Regions from separate parts of the Gasterosteus aculeatus genome. Here region 2 is linked to region 1. A link is a contact called in public Hi-C data. All regions are on one chromosome and are shown on one strand. The core of a region is the stretch at or near the end of the contact, and the rest is flanking DNA. Distances in the headings are between cores, read along the strand shown.

Evidence for each region. Hi-C and Micro-C count contacts between places; a contact is called where the count stands out from the background.
Region 2: a Hi-C map of skeletal muscle shows a contact between it and region 1, with 2.9 times the contacts expected there. The contact joins the promoter of chfr here to the enhancer-like site in region 1. A contact is called at or near these places in 2 of 6 Hi-C or Micro-C datasets (skeletal muscle and whole body).

The regions. Positions count from the first base shown.
Region 1 is chr13:17,157,841-17,163,177 of fGasAcu3.hap1.1, reverse strand. The region is part of intron 5 of fbrsl1 (fibrosin-like 1); the gene reads right to left. Among protein-coding and RNA genes, the nearest start is that of chfr, 46 kb to the left of the region's middle. Within about 2 kb of position 3,492, at least 3 of the 9 cell types and tissues checked have open chromatin away from gene starts, as enhancers often do.
Region 2 is chr13:17,204,086-17,208,725 of fGasAcu3.hap1.1, reverse strand. It overlaps chfr (checkpoint with forkhead and ring finger domains, E3 ubiquitin protein ligase), which reads right to left and starts at 2,289. Exons shown (of 18, transcript XM_040196593.2): 1 at 2,089-2,289; 2 at 1,188-1,307; 3 at 509-608; 4 at 309-418; 5 at 153-212; 6 at 1-51. The coding sequence starts at 1,293.

The DNA of each region.
Region 1 (5,337 bases), core at 2,243-4,742:
AGTACAACGGGGCGACGGAGAAGGAGGATGCATGCAGCGAGGGAGGTCTTTATAATCAACAGAATGACCTTCAGGCATAAATTCATGAAAGACGTTGATCAGCTAAGGCTGTGATTTCACTAAGACAGGAAGGTCAGCAATTACCCAGATTCAATTAACCTCATTTAGGACCGCTGAGACACCAGTTTCTCTGCCCAGAACCTCCCCCCCCCACCAACCGAACTCCCTGCTTTATATCAAACGATCCCCGGGCCGTCCATCCACCTTTGATCTGAGAGCTCCCGTTGCATGCCTTGCATTCCTTGGACCCGAGTGAATTATTTCCAAGCAGGAAGAAATCTTGGAGCCAGAGGTTAGGTATACCCAGACTAAATAAAACCAAAGACCTCATCCGTTCCCTCACTTTCCCCGCAGAGCACGTAAAGCCCTTCACTTCCTCGGTAGGGATTGAACTTTTACGGAGTGGCAGCGTTATCATAATAGCTGTAGTGTAAAAACAAAGAAACCTGTAAGTAGGCTTTGTTGTGGCTGATGTCTGCAAAGACTATAATTACAATTTAGTTGTGAGTCACTCGGCGCATGCTATGTTTTTGACAGATTATCGTAGGACAAGCAGTAATGTGGCAATCTTAACACTTAGACACCACAAACCAAATACGAGGCAACAACATCTTCAACATCAACACATTCAACCGGCAGTACAAAAGATGTTCCGATTCTACGCGATTGAGTAGGTTTTGCTTTCTGTGTAGAAAAAAGGGGCAAACAATGATCTTGAACACTGATGAAAAGGAGCTTATCAGCACTGATATCGTTAAAAAAACACCCGTCAGTCAAACCGCGGCAGCGGCCTGGTTTTCACTGTTCGCGTGGGAGTAGGTCGGTGCTTTGATAAACACTTCTATCAGCACCCACTTAGGCCGCTGTCGCCCTTTCACCCCAGACGTCCGCTAATGCTGCTTTAACAATAGATACAGACGTCGCGCAGCGGACCTACGGCTTCTGGGGCTGCAACAGGAGACACAAAATTAATGATCCCCTCTGCATTTGTCCTCGCGCGACGTTGTAAAAAAAACTTAACAACCTCCCGAGCGTTTTTTTTTTTATGAGCCGCAGCAGCGGTATGTATCCAATTCCCCGCCGCCACCCTGCCGCCCGCTCGTCAGAACAGGTGTGGTGCCAGTTACCCTGCAAACCCCCAGCGAGCAGGATGAGATGTGCGGCGTGAACGGAAAAAATAAATAAAAAGAGAGTAGAAGCCTCCCACGCAACTGTCAGTCAACGGGAACTCGCCTCAGCATCGTTAAGGTGATAATGAATTGCACAGTGGCCGTGTAGGATGGAGTGGTCTCGCACAAAAAAAACACACAAACCTCAATTAACTCAAGAGCCATTTCCATAGGCAACAGATAGCATGTGAGTGTATGCGTGCAGCACACTCTTGCTCCCTCTCCCCCTAGCAACATACGTAGGGATATGAATGCCGGGAGAGGAGCAGGGGGGAGGGGGGCTTGAGCTTTGTGTAAAATATTACCCATCGTCTCGCTTACCGCAACCCACACCACCCGCCCTTCCCCCCTGTGGCCGTGCAGCAGTTGCTAGCCCTTATCACGGCTGCCTGTCAGTTTAGTATACAAATTAGCAGTCTATCAGGGGAATGCAGGGGCCCGTTTCATCAGCAGGGAGAAGGGCAGAGGCATGCATTGCATTAAAGCCTCCGCCGCCGCAGACAGAGAGGGCCACAAATCAACGCCTCAGCAGGCCCACAGCCAGCACTAACCAGATAAGGAGAAATGAAGGAAAAGGGACAAGGCATATTTCAAACCGAGAGAATCCAGACCTGCTCGAACTCCCGGCAAAGGCCCCGGAATGAAACATTGAGCAGGCGTGGTGAGGGGGGATAAAAAGACGGTTTAGGTCACAAATCACGATTCCAAACCCACAGATTACAGTGTGACCACCCTCCCACTCAGCTGGCTGTGCTGCTGCCATGGTTTCCCGGTGGGAGGAGCTGGGACAGCAGCTCGCCTCCCTTGCCAGCCTGTTTGATAGAAGACAATAAAAGACAGCACTCCTGGGAGTGTCGGTCTCTCTCTCTCGGCAGACCAGCCTCGCCCCAACATAAACTGGGCTGAACCTGTGTAGCTGAATTAAACAGTTTTTTTGAGAAATGTGTGCGTGTGGCCTATGCTTTTTGTTGCCAACCTTGAGCCAGGGGGGAACACAGAGTAAGAAAAGAAGGACATGAGGAAGGTATGGAATTATAACAGAGTCTGGGGAACTGCTTTCAGCTTATTATCGACTAAAATTTGCAGAAAATTAGGGGTAGCCCACTTTCTCCTGTGACGTGAACCTGGCATGTTGGAAACAGCAGAGACAAAATGCCTGCAAAGAGCTCTCATTAAGTGGCATAATGCAATGAGGCACAGTCTAAATTGCGGCAATAAAAAGCCGACAGACAAATCATCTCAACCATCGCAATCCATTTGACTCAATTAATGTAACACCAGATCCAAACTCTGTGGTTAATAGCATGCGCAGCTGCCCTCCCTTGACAGGCTTTGGGTGAATAAGGGGGGCACCGGGAGAGGGAGTATATATACATTTTAGGGGGAGATAAGGGCTGATGTGGCACAGCCATTGTACTCCGATTAAGTCCCGTTCGAGGGCATGGAAATGGGAAAGGAGCGAGAAAGACAGCAAGATAAAGGCAATGGCAGATGGGAAAACAAAAGCAGGAGATAGCAGTAGCTCTGGCACAGCGAAGCCGACCAGGGAAGGGGCGTGGCCCCCTTTCCTCTTTAATGTCGGAGTACGTGCCGGCAGTGATAAGAACGACATTTAATCTCCCGGTGGAATCAGGGGGCTGCTTGTCATTACTCTCTGGCCCTGATATGGATCAGGGCCCCCGGTGGCTTCTCCGGGCTCTCCAGGCTTCTTCGCAGCCGAGATGGCAGATAGCCCCTTAAGACACGGCTCGCTGCTCCCCGATTGGCTGGTCAACAGCCACATCCAAACCCCAGCTCCCCCCGGGCCGCTGTGAAGAGGTGTGATAGGACGGGTCACGGAAGCTCAACCGTCCTCGTGTCCACGACGGCCTTTTGTTGTAAAGCCTTTTCACCCCCGTCGTCAGCGTGTGTGGTGGAGAGTAAGAAAGCCTTTCTGGATGTTATTGTCTGGGAGGCAGGATAACAGGCAGGCAGATTATTTCAAAAAACAGCTTTCTCCAGAGCCCTCACAATGCGGCACCGTTGTTGCTGTGGAGAGGATCCTGGAGATAATAATAATATTCCTAGTCGGAGCCGTTGCTGCAGCAGGGCTGCCTTCTAACAGAGAGATACACATCATTCTGACTGGCTCGTTGTGACATAATCGCCCTGCGGAGAGCTGCAGGCAAGCTTGGTAGGCAAACCACCTCTCACTGCAGCTTGTTAAGCGAAAGGTGGATTTAAGCACAGCTCAATAGAAACTCCTATTGAACTTGTTGTTCCTTTTCACTGCATCTGAACAATGCCTAGGTGAGTCATACCCCACCTCAGGCTACACAAGTTACATTCCTGCTTTCTTCCTCTCTCTAAAGATCGCACTGCGCTTTTGAGCTGGATGAATTTGCTAAGGGGGGAGAATGGTGAAAATACGGTGATAAAAAAGCTGCGACCCTTTCCCTTGCCTCAACCCACATGCAGTGAATGTCTTTTGCAGTGGGAAAAGACAGCACACAAAGAGAAGAGAAGGCAGAGCTGGCAATGTGTGGTGGAAATGTGTGGTTGGCATTGGTTTGGTCCTCGGGGCACGGACACCTTTAATGAGAGGAAGAAATGCGCAGCAAGGCGCAGATCTCACCCGTACTGTGCCAGTGATTTGGAGAAATATGAATCACCTTCCCTCTAACACAGATAAATATTGTTCTAATCCCAGTGGGCGAACAAAACTATTGGGCATCCTCACACCAGCCTCCACACGGTGATTCTGCATCCTAAACGCCTCCCCGTGCACACACTTGAAGCATCTGACCCCCGACCTTCCAGCCTCGCTCTCTGCTGAGCTCAGTTTAACTGTGCGATGTGAAGTGTGAAGCTGTCGATGCTGGTTTTGTAACAGTACCTCTCCTCTGCTGAAACCGCAGCTGAAATGAGTTGATTGGAATTTAGGAATTCGTCTTGGCAAGTGGGGGAGTTGAAAACTGGAAATGGGGCAGGGAAACGTCCCATCGGTCTTACATTACCGTTCCTCTGCCACTTTAGGCCACACTATCCACCCGGCTAGCACAAACAAACACGGTATGCACTATATAAAGGAGTCTCAGACCTCCAAAGGCCTCAGGCCACATTAGAAGGGGATGTGGCACGTTAAGTGGAATTTACTTTTGATGCAGACCATGATCAGGACTCGGGTTTCTGGATGCTTTAACACAAGCTACCCCCCCCGAAGCCTCCCTGCAGGGTTGGATGGGACACCTTACACCCAGGCAGCCACCATAAGAAATACGAGGAAGGGGGGGGGGGGGGGGGGGGGGTGACAGTGGTGGTTGTTGGGTCGGGGGGCTGGCACAATGTACCAGCTTTCATTTTTATACCAAACACAGAGGTGAAATTGCTACTGGAAGAAAAGTAAAGAAAAAGTTTAGTATTTGCTTTTCACTATTTAAGAGCTGCTGCTGAAGTCTGTTCTGGTAACAAAGGTCCCCGGCGCCCCACAGTGTCTTTTCATCCACAGCTTTATTTCCCTTAGCGACAAGGTTTCCACCCTAATCGGATCTATAACCCCACACGCAACAGACACACACCTTCCTTTTCATGACGTAGCGCTTCAGCCCTTCTGTCATCTGTCACTGTGTGACGCTTCAGATCTGTGACTTAATGTTGGGTGGGAGTGTATAAATAACCATGATGACATATCAGGGGGACATGCCGGGAGCTTTGCTCTGTAAAGGGAGAGGGTGATGCAGGGGGGGGGGTTGCGGAGTTAACCGCGTACCTCCAGGGAGTCCAGCCCAAGCCAGTTTAACGCCAACGCGACAACTGCAGAGACCTTGGGAGGGAGCTTACGGCTTTAGACTTCACACTTACTGTGTAACATCATTCTCACACACCGCACTGTGACCTGACCTTGACAACGGCCATGTTAGCGGTGGTTTCCAATTACAATGGTCAGTCACGACTGCAACCGTGCGGGAAGTAGTTTTCTGTGATCATGGTCTTACGATAGCCGTATAGAGGGATGACGGGAAGTCAATTGTTTAATGGGGGTCAGTTGTATTAGAATTCAGCTCATTATTGAGCACTCAGCAAACAACACTTTTACTAATTACAGAATAATACCAGACTAATCTGTAGT
Region 2 (4,640 bases), core at 1,040-3,539, 47 kb before region 1:
GCTCCACCGAGAGTGGGAAAGGGCCAGGACTGTGGGCCGCCCTCTCCATCTCTGAGGTTTAGATACAGGGTGGGGGGTTAGTAACTGACAGCTGTGGAACAAAAGAGGTTACATTTGACAAAAGACTTGCGGGGAATCACCTGGCTGCTTACCATAAGTATGTCCTGACGTGGCATGCTCCATTTGGATGGAGTGGTAAACGTAGGCAATGTCTACAGTGTGACAAGAGAGGATATTGTTTTTCTTTCTTTTTCTCTTATATTTCATATAAAAGTATTGCGCAATGGAAAAAAAACTGAACAACTCACTTTGTTCTGGCTCACTTTTCCTGTATACAAAGTAGATGATGTCGCCGCTCTGTAGCATGTGGGTTTGCTTCTTCACCAGTTTGGACATGTTGATCACTGTACCATTAGTGCTAAAGTACATACAGACAAAAACACAAGTCACTGTACAGAGGTTTTAAAGCGTTTCCAAAATATGGCTTGTTTAATATAATGTTTGGTACCTGGTGTCTTCAAGCCACACCAGCCCCGAGCTTTCGTCTTGCACAATCTTGCAGTGCTCCCCTGAGACCAGTTTGTTGGCCGGGAAGGACAGATAACATCCTAGCAGCAAAATAGAAAAACACACAGTAGACTGATTACTTGGGCTACTTTTTTTTTTTAAATGGCAATACAGTTTGAAATATTGAGCCTATTCGTTAAAATAAACAAATGAACTATTGAGTCCATGGACATCGCTTTAAAACATTTTATTGCCCAGACACCAATTAAGGCTAGACACTCAAAAGCCCTCGACAACAAAGCAGACACAGGGGGAAATATAGGCCTAACCTTTTCTTAGGCAAAAGCCCATACACGAAAAAACTACTTAATATTCTGCACACATGTTGTCAATGGATGCCTTTTGTTATCATCACAAGGGGCTGTCTAAGTTGGGTGCACTAAAGAAGGCTTTGTGCTTTCAAGGGGGAGGTTTTTAAGGGCTCCAGACACTGACAGCGACGTCTACGGGGACAGACAGACAGACAGACAGACAGGGACGGCCTTCTGTTAACAGACATCACCGCTCCTGGAGCTTTGGCAGCAGGTTAGACGTTTTTAAAAGATGTCCGACAGGTGAAGAGATCATCTTTATGTGCCTATTCCAAAAATGTGTGACACACACACAGAATATGAACCCACCTTTTTTTCGGCCAACTGTGCATTCCCGGTTAAAGAGCAGGATAGTTTCACTGGAGTCCACTTTGATGAGCTTTCCCCACGGACGTCCTCTCTGATAACCGTCCATCCTCCAATGATCCTCTACGAGAAACGATGAGCAAAAACAAGTTACGGGTTCACTTCTATGACACTGTAAAAACAGACTGTGGGACATTTAGTGAAGGCTGTGCTGGTAAAACTAAAGAAATATAAATGTTAAACAAAGTATTTTCTTTCCAGCCAGGTGGAGTTTCTCATTGAAATTATGAATAAAATATGTTTAAAAAAAAAACATAAATGACTTTTAAAGGGGAATCCACCTTTCCCTTCTCCATATCGGCTAATATAATATCTAAAATACACGTTTCCAATTAGACAAAATCATGATAAATGAGCCGTTTAGTCCCAAAGGTTTGAACTTGATTATGAATCCATTGCTGTGGATTTATGATTCTTATTGTATGTTTGCCAAAGTAAAGTAAGTAGTTAGCATAGAAGTGTGTAAGCAACGTTTAAGCAAGTCTGTGACTTGTCAAATAAAACGAGGCTTAACTTAAAACTGAAAGCGTTCTTCAGCACAACCGCTAACGAAGCTAAGCTAACGCTACACGTCCCGCAGCCGGCTCAGTGGTCCACAAAACGTTATTTGCCGTCTTTACCGCCTGACAAGCTGGCTAAACGTCCCATCGCCCACTATCGAGTCGAAGGAATTAAGGATTTCATCACCCGTAAAGTGAACGAACACAACTTCGGTCAACACAACAACACCAAGCTAACGCGCTTGCTAACAAATTAGCAGTCGACCCGCCGTGCGGATGCGACAAGAGGACCACGAGTCGCCCGTCACGTCACGCTGGTCGCGCGTCCACAACGGGTACTTTACCGTCAAACGCTCGGTTTCGCCGTCCCCGGTAGTTCGGTGCGACGCCGTTTCTTCTCCTCGTATTCCGGCTGAACGCAAGAGGCGCTTCCTGCCAGGCTCGGGCGTGACGTCACGGCGTCATCAGCTGATGGAGGAGGGGCCGCTGGGCCCCAAACACGCGCTTTGATAAAAGGTACAAACTCACCTGGGATTTCTTTCCACCTGAAGATGAAGAATGAACGCGTCCATAAGGGCGAATGGTAATCAGTCAAATGCAGAACCATTCAAATGAAAACAGACATCTCTTTATTGCTATGTTAGAACAGTGAGAAAATTAGGCTATTGTCAATTAAGACATAGTATTTGTTCTTCCTCCTACTAAAACATAAAGTTGTTGCCGTTGTTGCATTTTTTATTATGTAACCCAAATTGCAATATCAAGTTGATGTAGTCTTTGATTTATCTATTTTAAGCTACTGTATATTTGTCTTTGGGCATCTTTAGTATTCCTAGTGTCAAACAAAGTTTTGGAAAAGACAAAAAAATAAATCTTTTTTCCAACCCCTTCTTGCAGCCGGTGGCCCCTCAGAAACTACAGAGTCCCTCGGGTCTACACATTGAATAAATTAATAAAGAAACACCATCTTGCGCTTCACCTCACTGCTGGATGAATTAATTAAATGGCCCACCACATTTGCATTAAAATGATCACCACCACAATCTGCCTAATTATGGATTTCAAAGAAAATAATTATGAATACGTTCTTATATTCCTTACATCAGTGTCTGACAAAAGAAACACAATTTACTTTACATAATTACGGAAAACAAAACACTGGCCAAATGTTCTCGGCCATAGACAGCCAGGCAGACTGCAGGCTTTTGTCAATGTGCCTCGAAGTCATTCAAGTCCATTTGTAGCCATTTATTAGGTCATATGCAGAAAATTAATCTGTATTAGATTACTGGTATTCACAATCTATTTAAATCATGTGCGCAATCCGGACGTAACAGCGCAAGTCAATCGTGGGTCAATATCCAAAGCAAGTAGAGTTTTAAAATCCTTCGACATTATTTCACTTTTAGGTTACTTCTACTTAACTAAACGTTTTTGTGCCACTGGATTTATCAAGACATCTGACATCAATGACAGATTTGACAAAATACTGTGAAGTACAATGAATTGTTAAAAATTCCACCTTTTTATGCTTCAAACTATTACAAAAAAAGTATTGTTTGGCTCCCTTGCGGCATTTCAGTTAATTATGAGTTGTAAGCACTTTGGCCAAAGACTTATTTCCATTCTAAACTTCTCAGACAGTTTTATTCAAACAGTTTGAAGCCGGAGAAGCTCAAATTGCAGACAAAAGGGCCAACTCCATTTTACAGTGTTAAAAATAAATAAACTTTGTAAAAGTGTGTATTGTTGTTTTACATTTTTTGTCATTATAAATGCAAATGTGGTTTGTTCAAATATTTCCTTCAGGATTTGGTTAAAATCAAGAACAGAACAAAAGAAAGTGATGATTGGATTCCCCATAACTGGGTGGTGGGTTAAATTGTCATCAATGTGATAAGAGTTGTAGTATTAATACAAAACCTCTTTCTATTTCATGTTGGCTGCTTTCACAATGTTGTGGATCCCACTTGTCGTGTAGAGCTCGCTTAAGAGACGACTGACACTTTTCTTTTCTTTTTTTTTCAGGTTCGAGGATTATGCAATCTGAAACAACAAACACTTTAATTTAATAATAAAAAAATCTTGCTGTATTTTAAAGTCTAGTCGCAAGTGGGCTGATGTTTCTTGATTTGGTCACAGACCAACATCTCTAACAGACATAGCCAGTGAGTTCTTAGTGCAGGACTAATCCCTGCAACCCCCCATCTATTCCCTGGCAGTGCATTATTAATGGGCAGTGTGGTGCCGGGTGAATACAGGGGCCTCTCCACACTAATGCGTTCATTCCTCATTGTTAGATGTCTGGTGAGGAGAACACAAACACATGCTGCCTTCTTAAAGCATCATACCGACAGATGCACATGCAAACACATTTGCCTGCAAAACAAAGGTGTTCCATCCCTGCAGAATATACTCTTGCGGGAAATTAGTATCTGTTTGCTATTCAATGTTGAAGTTAGAATCCTCTGCACATCCTCTGATAAGGTCACAACCGTAAATTGAATGCAGGCTATTGAGTCGCACACCCACGCTGTCAATCAGCCTTTCCTAATTGGATCAAAGATTACTTGTGGCAGCTGTATAAAACATCAAACGAGTAATTAAATGAAATAATGAGAAAATAAACCTTAATGTTGCCAAATGGGAACGCAGGCGAGCTGAGGAATGTGATTTCGCTGTGCTCTCGGAAATTATCTCTCTCCGGCTCGGGCTAATTGCTGGAGGATGTCCTCTTAACTGAGTGTGAAAAGCTGTGTCTAATTACGGCAACATTAATCAGGCATTAGCATGTTATCACAAGGTTAACTTATCAGGAGGGGCCCAGAAGCAGCTGGAGATGCAATTTACCCATGCTGCACTGGGCCAACTGAGCCACAAGGGGTAGTGCTTGTTC